Linked DNA regions of Mus musculus: region 1 is linked to region 2. A link is a contact called in public HiChIP or PLAC-seq data. All regions are on one chromosome and are shown on one strand. The core of a region is the stretch at or near the end of the contact, and the rest is flanking DNA. Distances in the headings are between cores, read along the strand shown. Region 1 has its middle 38 kb from the start of Gm32533. Region 2 holds the start of Plxna4os1 (plexin A4, opposite strand 1).

Evidence for each region. HiChIP or PLAC-seq counts read pairs in DNA pulled down with a chosen protein or histone mark.
Region 1: a FOXA1 HiChIP or PLAC-seq map of pancreatic cancer cells shows a contact between it and region 2. The contact joins the enhancer-like site here to the promoter of Plxna4os1 in region 2. A contact is called at or near these places in 5 of 39 promoter capture datasets (the 3T3-L1 cell line, hippocampal neurons, pre-B cells and 1 more) and 1 of 115 datasets of contacts at active chromatin or transcription factors (pancreatic cancer cells).

The regions. Positions count from the first base shown.
Region 1 is chr6:34,232,168-34,237,291 of GRCm38.p6, reverse strand. No RefSeq gene overlaps it. Among named protein-coding and RNA genes, the nearest start is that of Gm32533, 38 kb to the right of the region's middle. Within about 2 kb of position 2,666, at least 42 of the 459 cell types and tissues checked have an H3K27ac peak or open chromatin away from gene starts, as enhancers often do. A contact at or near this core is called in pancreatic cancer cells, where this site is marked.
Region 2 is chr6:32,508,230-32,513,259 of GRCm38.p6, reverse strand. Plxna4os1 (plexin A4, opposite strand 1) reads right to left here and starts at 2,119. Exons shown (of 2, transcript NR_040277.1): 1 at 1,815-2,119. The region is part of intron 2 of Plxna4 (plexin A4); the gene reads left to right.

The sequences.
Region 1 (5,124 bases), core at 1,417-3,916, 1.7 Mb before region 2:
ACTTCTCTCACACAGTATAAGCACCTCACCAGGCAAGTTTTCTCTGTTTGAGAAAGAACCAAAATAGCTTTGGTTGTACTTCCATGGAAAAATCCCAGGGAAGTTCTTTTTCCATGAATTTTCCAGATGTGGCATATGCCCCATCAGAAACAATGGGAGATGTTCATATCACAGGTGTCCTGGTCAGGATACTAGCAGATGGTTTCTGCAGCCAAGTGAAGTCAGTTGAAGAAAGTTTACATCAGAATGTCTTAGTCCATGGAAAACAGAAACTTTTAAGGGAAATATTAATCAGATTTAAATATTGACATCCTGAAATGTATACAGTCTTAACAGATATGTCATGAATTCATTATTCCAAAGTCTACTTGGAGATCCTATGACTAACTAGACATCGTCCAGGGATGTGAGCCCTCTGGTGTGTCTGTAGAGAAAGGTGAGGAGGATACAGTATTCATTAGGGCCATAGGTGTGGCCTTCATTCATTCTCACAATCGCCATGCATGGGTTGTGGGTTAGGCATTATTGTTCTAATTTCATAAATGAGTCTTAGAAAGATGAAAATAAAGTCACCAGTTATGGAGATTAGATTCCATCTCAGCTGGAGTTTAAATGGAACGAGTCCACAGAGGAGGCCTCACACACCTGCTCTCCAGACACCAAGGGAAGGGTATCTGCGTGTTTATCCACCTTTGTGACTCAGCACCCTCCCTAGCTCTCCATCTTCTCAGAGGTGGAACTCCCAAACCCCAGCACGGTCTGAAATCTTCCCATACTAGCCCAGGGTGATTCATCTCTCCACAGTCTAATCCTATTTCCCTTTACCCTCTGAGCTAATGTGTGGGTGAAAATACCCAAGAGCCAGCCAGATCTTGGACTATAGGCTAGTGGAAGATTACAAAACTGAACCCAGGTGACTTGGATTCTAGGGCAAGTTTTATACTTCCATGATTGTGCTTCTGTCTTCCTGGGTCAACCTTTCACCTGGAAATGGAGGTGTCTGGTGCTGATGCATTTCTGCATCCTCTCCAGCTTGTATTTTTCTAATTCTTCTCATATATATGAAATTATCTTAAAACTTTGTTGTTGTTGTTGTTGTTATTATTATTATTATTACTATTATTATTATTATTATTTGTGTGGGAATACTTGCAGAGATCGAAGGACAGCTTCATGGAGTCGGCTCTCTCCTTCGGCCTTTACTTGGGCTCAAGGGTGGAGCTCAAGTTGTCAGGTTTGCAGAGCAAGCCAACTTGTTGGTCCCCAAGAGAAAAATGTTTGAATATGAAACATCACGGTAGGCAGCGGGCACATATGTGGAGGAGAAAAGATAAGCAGGAAAGGGTTATTCACTTTGCCTTGTGCACAAATGTCAGATAAAGGTTTCAGTCATACTTGGTCAGTGATAAGGGAGAACTGTCTTGGAAGTATAACATCTAGCAAAGGCCTTGGGAAGAATAGTCCTTACCTGGGTGACAAAGTTAGAATCAAAACAGAAAGATATGCTGGTGGGAGGGGCGTGGAGGGACAAGAGGAGGTAATGGGGATGGAAAGAGGAGAAGAACAGCTGGAGGGTTTATGTAACCTGTGTGTGTGTGTGTGTGTGTGTGTGTGTGTGTGTGTGTGTGTGTGTGGTGTGTGTGTGTCGGGTATATATATATATACTGAAATTGTCCCCAAAAAATGAATTAATGAAAAATATAAAATCATGACAGTACATAATAATAATACTTCTCAAAAAAGAAATATACTCAGGTAACTTTATCTGGCTTCTCTTAAAACATTTACCTGAAAAATAAGCAACAGTCTTGACACTTAAAGAAAAAGAAACAGTTTCTGCTGTGCGCTCCAGCCCCAGTGCAGCTTTGTGTAATAAATTCCGCTCCTCGGCCTACTCCGGGGAGAAGCAGGCACTCAGCAGGACTGTCACAGGACACAAGGAGGGGCGGGGCGTCAGCTTTCGTGTCCATTCTTTCCTTGGCTGCCAACCTTGGCTGAACTTTGTTGTTTGGAAACCAAGTCTACTGTGACCATTTTCTGTGACGCCACTAGTAAAACTCACTTTAAGTCTCCACAAGTGTGTGCTATCCGTTAGCTGTAAAATGTCCCCCACAGACTCCCCTGTACTTGAACACGTGGTTGCTGGTGCTGCTTTGGGAAGCCTGGAGTCTTTGGGGTAGGAAGCCTGGCTGGCAAGAGCAGGCTATTACAGAAGGGCTTGAGAGTTGTAACCTGCCCTGCTTCTGGCTCCAGCTTTCTGCTTTCTGGTCAGATAACACAATGTATCTAAGAGGCATCCTGTATTGTTATGGGCTCCACCATTAGGTGTCTATATAGTGGCCAGATAACACAATGTATCCAAGCTCCATATTCCATGTTGTGGAAGCTTGGATACGCCATGCCTTGCCTGTAGTGACAGATCCTTTCCAACTATGAGCCCCAAATAAGTCCCTCCTCTTCTAAGTGGCTCTATCTGGCACTCTGTTACAGCGACAAGAAAGGTAACTAACAGCACAGCTGTTGTTTGGAATTAGCCCACAAAGAACTGACAATCACTGGCCTTTCATTTGGAAGAAAAGGGGAATACATGAAAGTCCAGCCATGCCAAGCATGGACTCTGGGCCTCTCTCCCACCCTCCTCCCCACTCTGGCTTCCTGTGCTCCACATGAGTCACAATCACCTGACACTGCCTAGTCAGAGGCTGGGTAATAGTTACAAAGTGTCTCGGTCCTTTCTCCTGCTTATTTTTCATACAGGGTCAGGCTTCTGCCTTCTGTGTTCACTTGTATATTTCGAGAGGGAAAAGGAAAGCGGGGAGGTGGAAATGAGAAGGAAGAAAGGAGCAGGAAGCATCCTCTGGAAATAGCAGGCTTGGAAGCAGATGATTGAATGAAACCAAAGAGAGACTATCCATGTGCCACCTTGAAGGAGCCCGATGTCCAATCTCAGGCTTATCATTCCCACCGTGCTTATGGCTGCTGGCAGCGGCTGCATGATAATCTGCAAGTCATATAATGTGGATTTATTTTCTCAATTGAATTTTTTATACATTATTGAAATAAATTTGGACTTGGCCTTTATTAAACAACAGGGAACCGTTACAGGTTCTTCACGGAGGAAATTTGAATATAGCAGCTTATATTTGCTGTCAATCAGAATCATGGCAGGGCACATGAGGCACATGGGGCACATTCTAAAGTGGCGTCCATAGAGAAATCCCATGTGGATGGGCGTGGCCTTAGCAGAGGAACGTACTGTGGCAGAAACCAGAGCCACCAGGATAATAACCCTGCTTGCTCTTTATGCTTGTCTTAGTCAGGGTTTTATGGCTGCATGACCAAAGAGTAAATTGGGGAGAAAGGGGATTAGTTGGCCTACATTTCCAGGTCACAATCCATCATTGGAGGAAGGCAGGACAGGAACTCAAGCAGCGCTGGAACCTGGAGGCAGGAGCTGATGCAGAAGCCACGGAGGGATGCTGCTTACTGGCTTGCTTTCCCTGACAGACGTTCATTCTGTTCACCATTTCTCTCTCCTTCCTTACCTGTATGCCTTAGATGAAGGAAGCACCTCCACTCTGCCCAGGCTCTTGACTGACCAGTGCTGACGATGGTATTTAATACCACACAACACAGCAACTGTTTAGGCATTGGTTTTGTGTGATGGCGTGGGTGAGTGGTAGTCCCATAATGGAGACTATTTTCCTAAGGATCAATAGAGAAACCTTTTTTTTTTTTTTCATGTTGATGCCTGACAGCACTTAGTGAGTTCTACCACTCAGCAGATGATCAATATAAACTTCCTACATTTAAAGAAATAACAGAGCAAAGTGTTTGTCAGACCTTAGAAGATGTGTGCATGTGTACACAGGAGCACATGCGCAGTGTCAGCTAGGACCCAACCCAGGCAGCAGAACCGCATTCGCTGAGAAATGAATGCTAGCACCTCAGGTACCCCTGAAAGTCACTGGGTGGGCAGAAATAAGGGGCCACCTTTAGACGATTGATTCGGAGACAAATCACCCTAGTCATGATGGATAGGAAGGAAAGACATGATTACTAAATCACACATTGTCTACCACCTCTGACATGAAGACCCATCATGGAGACAGGGAGTTGAAGGATAACATGCATTTTCCTCGGACTGACCTGGCATCCCACTGCAGTGCAAGCAGAGGCTTCCATCTACTTCCCTATTACACAGGCGAGTGTAGCTCACTAGCACGTCTAGATTGCATCTGGAACCCCAGCTCTAACACAGCATGGAAAGGAGGTTTGGGGGGCCTCTCTGCCCTTGTAAGAAGCCTGAGAAGGGACTAAAACAAATTCTCCATGCCAACAGCCTGGGTGGCACATGGCAGTGGGAGTGCGCACAGAGCTTGTGTGTGCTGTCATCACTTTGTATATGAATGCGCCATCCTAGCTCCATGTAATTGGAGCATCAGGAAGTTCAGCAAGATGGAGGTGAGCGCTGAGGGATTTTAGATGGGGCATTTATTTGTATTCTGGTTGGTTAAAGTTGATGGATTTTGAGATCACACTTGACTGAAAATGGGTGTTCCAGAAAGACACTCTGTGCTATGAAAAGAGGCAGTTTCCCTTGGTGCCAGCATGGCTGTGGGGCAAGACTACACGGAGGCACTTTTTAGGTGTGTGAACCCTGGTCTTTTACTCAATAATTGTTCATTAAGAACATCTCTTTAACACCCTTCACATACACACACTCCCTCCTCTCTGTCCTTGGCCTCTTTATCGCCAGCACTCTCTAAGTGGTACAGGCCAAAATTACAGCCATCCATAGCTGATCTCATTTAGATGCCAGGAGAAACCCAACAGTAAGTGAGCAGACACCGATTTGGAACTGGAGAGCATGAGACATTGATCCAGGTAACAGGAAACTCCCACTCCCCTGTGGTGTGCCAGGCTGATTCTAGTTAGTCGTGACTTAGAACAATAGTTCTCAACAAAGGCCAGGTTCACATCCCAAGACACATTTGGCAATGTCTGGAGACATTTTTGATTGTTCAGATAGGAAAGTCTGTTATTGACGGCTGGTGACAGGAAGAGATATCCAGTCCTTAGTGCCTAGAGTGCCACAGTTGATGGGCTCCACCTTAGAGGGCA
Region 2 (5,030 bases), core at 870-3,369:
TCAGAGCTGAGAGTGGTCTGACCCTGGGTCACTTGCCTAACTCATGAATCCAGAGCCTTCTGATTGCAACTATCAGAGAACTCAATGGTGCTTCTGCTTCTCCATGGGCGAGGAAGACTGGCTGTATTCATGTCAGAAGAGAGGCTGGGAACGGCCAGGAGTGGTCTCCTATGACTGAGTGGCTATGAGTATAGAAACATTTGCAAGTGTCAGTGCCTGGGCTGTGTTGGATATAGACACTGTGGGAGCTGGTGAGGCATCTTTAGGTGTTTGGGGATGGAAGCATCCTCCAACTTTGCTTTCTGAGCCTTTCTTTTCCTGTGTCCTGTTCATCTCTAATCCAAATGGAAAAAGGACCTAATAATGAAGGCAGTAGAACCTATACAATGCTCAGAAGATCTCATTGAGAGCCTAGGCATAAGAGAGCTAGAAAGATATGGCTGGGGTCTTAGGTTGTGCTGGGACTCAAGGAGTCTAACCTGAGGCCAATTTGTTAGGAAGGCATCTAGGAGGGTTAACCAATTTGATTTAATTTGTATTTCTGTAGCTTCTCACCACTGATCCTGGCTCTGGCCCCCTTTGTAGCCTACTTCAAAGGGTCTCTGCAAATCTCTGCTTATAGAGCACACACCTCTAAGGCTATGGGACCGAGAATCTACCTTTTCTGTCTTATGCTAGGACTCTGTGATGGCCAGCCTTTCCCACAGAAACTTGACAGTTCTAATATGAAATAGACAGCCCACTTTGGGGAGGACATTGTTGCGAGCTAAGGGTCTGTGTCCTTCATGAGTCTAGGGGTTGTCCTAGACGTGGCTCCCTACATTCTTCTCCCTCTTTAGTTTGCTGAGTTCCCTTATAGAGCCCTAGCCTCTGGCTCCAAGTAAGTCAAGGAGTAGAGAAAACATCTTAAATCCTGGGAATGTTTTAGGCAACTAGGCAACAGACTGGCCAAGATCAAGGAAAGACCTCAGTCTCCAGGAATGTGAAAGGGAAGTGGATCACTACACCCTGTAGATGGGACAAAGGTTGTAGTCAAGGGAGTGTCTATCACTCCATTTCCTGAAGTCTGAGTTTGAAACCAGCTGAGAAGCACCCGGCAGGACCAGTCTAGGGCTGATAGTGGGAAGCAGACACAGAGTGGATACAGACCACTTCCTCTTCTCTGTGAGTTTTGACCTCAGAGTGACCTTCTGCTAGGAAAAAAAAAAACCCAAAACCAAAAAACCCAAACCCAACCCAACCCAACCCAACCCAAACCAAACAAACAACAAACAAGTGGGTCCATGGGGCAGGGACTCTTACTTTGAATCATCACCAGTCACCTATCAGGCCCTCATACTGGGGGTAGACGGTGAGGACCACCACAGCTTTGCATAGCCCTGCCCTGCCAGTGTGCAATGTGCTTCATGCCCCTCTTTCATTGTTCCCAGAGTCCTACAGAGCAACAGAATAGTCAGGCTCCAATCCCCAAGGGCATAGAGGGACAGAGAGTCAAGCACTGAGGTTAGTATTATGTAATTAATGCTAAGTATGTTCTACAGTCTAGAGCATACTGTGTGTCTGAATCTCAAGCCCACTACTTCTCCCATAGCATGTCTCAGTGCAAGGCCAGTAGAACTTGTCTGGGTTGGCAAGGTTCCTGTGCAAGGACCATCTAGGAATGTGTGGTCCTAGACACTGAGTATTGGGTACAAATGGGACTCTCCAAGTTAATGCAGTCTGCAAACTTCTCCCAAGATTCCAGAGGCCTTTCTGGAAGAACTATGGCTGGGCCAAGCTCCCATATGACTTGAAGGTTTACCCACTGGCCTTACCAGTTCCATGGGGGTCCCAGAGGTACAAGAACAAGCTTCATTTTCACTTTCTGCCCAACAGCATACACCGTTGATATGAAGGAGGACTCCATCCCTACATGCTGTGTGATTCAACTGATTCCCAGACACAGCAGGTAGTCCTAGGAAGTAGGCAGGGTTATCCCCTTGCACTCATGCTGGCCTTGTGTCCCAGCATAGCTGGTCACTCAGGTTTGCCTGGCGCCTGAGATCCTGAACCCCGTGAAAACGAGCATCCGGAATAGCCAGGCAGCTGTCCCAGGCCAGCCTCAGCCGGTCTGCTTGTGCTGTTTTCGTTTCTCTGTCAGCAGGAAGCTGGACTCTGACTACATGGGTTTGTTTCCTGTTATGGTGAGAGGCAAGGGTTCCTCTCTTTGCTTGGCACTCACACTCCCTTGGTCCAGGAACTCCTCCTCTTCCACACCCTGCCCCCCTTCTCATTCCAACCAATCTTGTCAACACTACAAACCACTAAACAAGTTCGTGAAATAGGTACACATTGCAAGCCCTCACTCCTTGTAAGCCCTTTGAGTACACAATTTCCTTATTTAAACTTCAAATGCCAGTGGTAAGGCAACCCCAAGACAGAAGTTCCCTCCCTGCCCACCCCCATGTCTCCCCACAATGTAGCTCCAGTACTAGGCATCCAGGTCTAAAGGCATTCTTGGTCAGGAGGAATTGCAGTAGAAGTCCCATCTGGATCTTTTGAGGTCATGTGATGATGGCCAAGTCCTGGGGGATGAGCTAGATCTGGTGGGAGGAAGTCCAAGGTTGGCGTATGGTGTTCTCCCAAGATGCCACTTGGGAGGCCAGCAGGTCAGTGTGTGTGTGTGTATTGGGGGGGGGGGACCCAAGAATCACACAAATTTTAAAACAGACACATTCAAGAGACTCAGTCTATAAGTTTCTGAGCTATGACTTAAGGACATGGATCCTCACCCTGCTGAGACATTACTTTGCAGGTTCGGCACAATGTCATGCACACTGGTAAATATGCCCGCATGTGCACACAACTTCCGTGTGTCCATCTCCCCTCTTGTTGCTTCTCCTTGTCTTGCTCTAAACCACTATCTTCATGTTTCATCACCTCTGTTTTATCTTTGTGGCTTCTTTCCTCTCCTGCTCACACAGGACCCTCAGCCATGAACACGGTGATATTTCTCTCTCATACGTATACAAGTGTGTATGTGTATTTGTACACATGAGACTCATTCAGTGGGCATAGCACAGACTGAAATGGGATGTTGGACATCTTATCCATCAACACATGAATGTACCTCACCAATCACCCCAGATGTAGAGTTCCCTTTAATTCATTTCATCTACACAGGGTGGTATCTTGGCAAGGATGCTGGCCAGGGAGTCCTGACCTTTGGGCCTCAGCCAGCACCTGCTCATGAACTATCAAAAGGCCAGTAAACAGTTCCCCTTCTGCTCTAATTTTATGCTAAGGAAGGAGTTGGTGAGACAGTATATATTCCATAAAAAGCAAAAAAGAAACACACCGATGTTATTAGAAAGTAAGGGAAGGCCCTTAGAACCCCTTGATGAATGCAAATGATCCCAACCCCACCCTGCACCCCCACTTCTGGTTATACTGTCCCCGTGGTTTATTGATGGATTTACACCATCATTATCTTCTTTGGAGAGGTTTGGACTGTATATAACTGAGGTTGCATTCGGTGTCTTAGTCCCTAGGATGTGCTTGTTTGCTGGCCTGTCTTCCTTTCTCTATGCACACGTGATGGGGGCTCAGACACTGTGCCAGGAAAAGACATCTTTTAAGCTACACTCTTTGCTTTGCCTCTCCAGTGTCCTTTAATTTTGTAAGGCTGAAGGGAATGATCACACATCCACACACTGGCAACTGCTCTCATTTCGTTAACAAAGTTAGAGAAGGAAGAGACAACCAAGGGCACTTTCCTCATTCTATCTGTCCATTTAGGTCCTTCTCCCTAGTGAGTCTGGCCCCCTATGCTGTCCACAGACACACATCGGCATCCCTGAGAGCAAAGAAAACCAGTATCGTTCTCCGTGTCATTACTATGTCTCTGTCAGTGTTCCAAAATATAATGGGATCTGTTCTCCTGATTTATCCTGCATGCAGGCGACATTACCCAGACACACAGGCCGGAGGAGCAAGAGAGGAAGATACACGGCAACATGAGTGGAGCTAATAAAATTTATCCCCACTAACAAGGGAATGACCTACCCCATAATTCAGCCTGGTGAGCAGGGCCACTGCTTCCCTGTACCCGCCAGGAAACACACAAACTTAATCATCGTGGCAATCCTCACCTCAATTATAGTTCGAATGGTGGCTGTGGCTGCCTGCCTTAAACTCTGGGAGGGGGAGCAAGAGCTGGGATGGATGGGTGGTTTTGTATGGGATTTATCTGCCCCTGACAGGCAGCTGCTAGGGGCGGGTAAAGCTAAGGTCTAGAAGGGGATGGAAGCTTCCTGGTGGAGTTTGGCTGGTACTGCCCACAAGGCTGAGAAACTTCTCTGGGAGTCCCCAGGGGTCCGGTCGTTGGGGGGGGGGGGAGAGGCCACTAGATTTGCTCCCAGCCTAGTTGCCACCTGCAGAGATCTGACTCTCTTGCCAAGCTGGTTCATAGCTGTGGCCTGTGCAGACCTCCATTGTGCCATTCCCTGGCTACTTATTAGAGGGAGGAACTTGGGGTCCTCAGCAGCTGGGCTAATGAGGAGAAGGTCATGGGTCCAGCCCCCAGGTTCCTGACTGAGCTGCTCTCTGGTGGTGCTGCTCAGCAACCCTTTGGAGGGGACATGGCAAACACTTGATGTTGGCTATGGCCTGGCTTGCAGAAAGCATGTCAGGGTTACTGCCCCTCTCTTGGGAATATATTAGAAATTAGTAGTCATGCTACCCTATTAGAAGACTAGCTTGTTATCATGACTATCAAAAGACTCCTCGGATGCCCGATGACATTGGGCCACAGTTTGGTACCCAAAGATACCGAGGTTTCAACATTAGTATAAAAAGAAACCTTTGCTTTCTTTGGTTGCCTTGGTTTGTGGCTTCCATTGCTCCATAGGTACAGAAGTAGAATAATTAAGCTTTGGAAGCTGCCCCTACTCCCCACGGAGCTTCTGGGACACAATTGGCCTTCTTCTGCCCTGATATTTAGCCCCTCCCATCCTTTATGAGATTCCTGAAAGCAGGGCTCTTGATTCTTG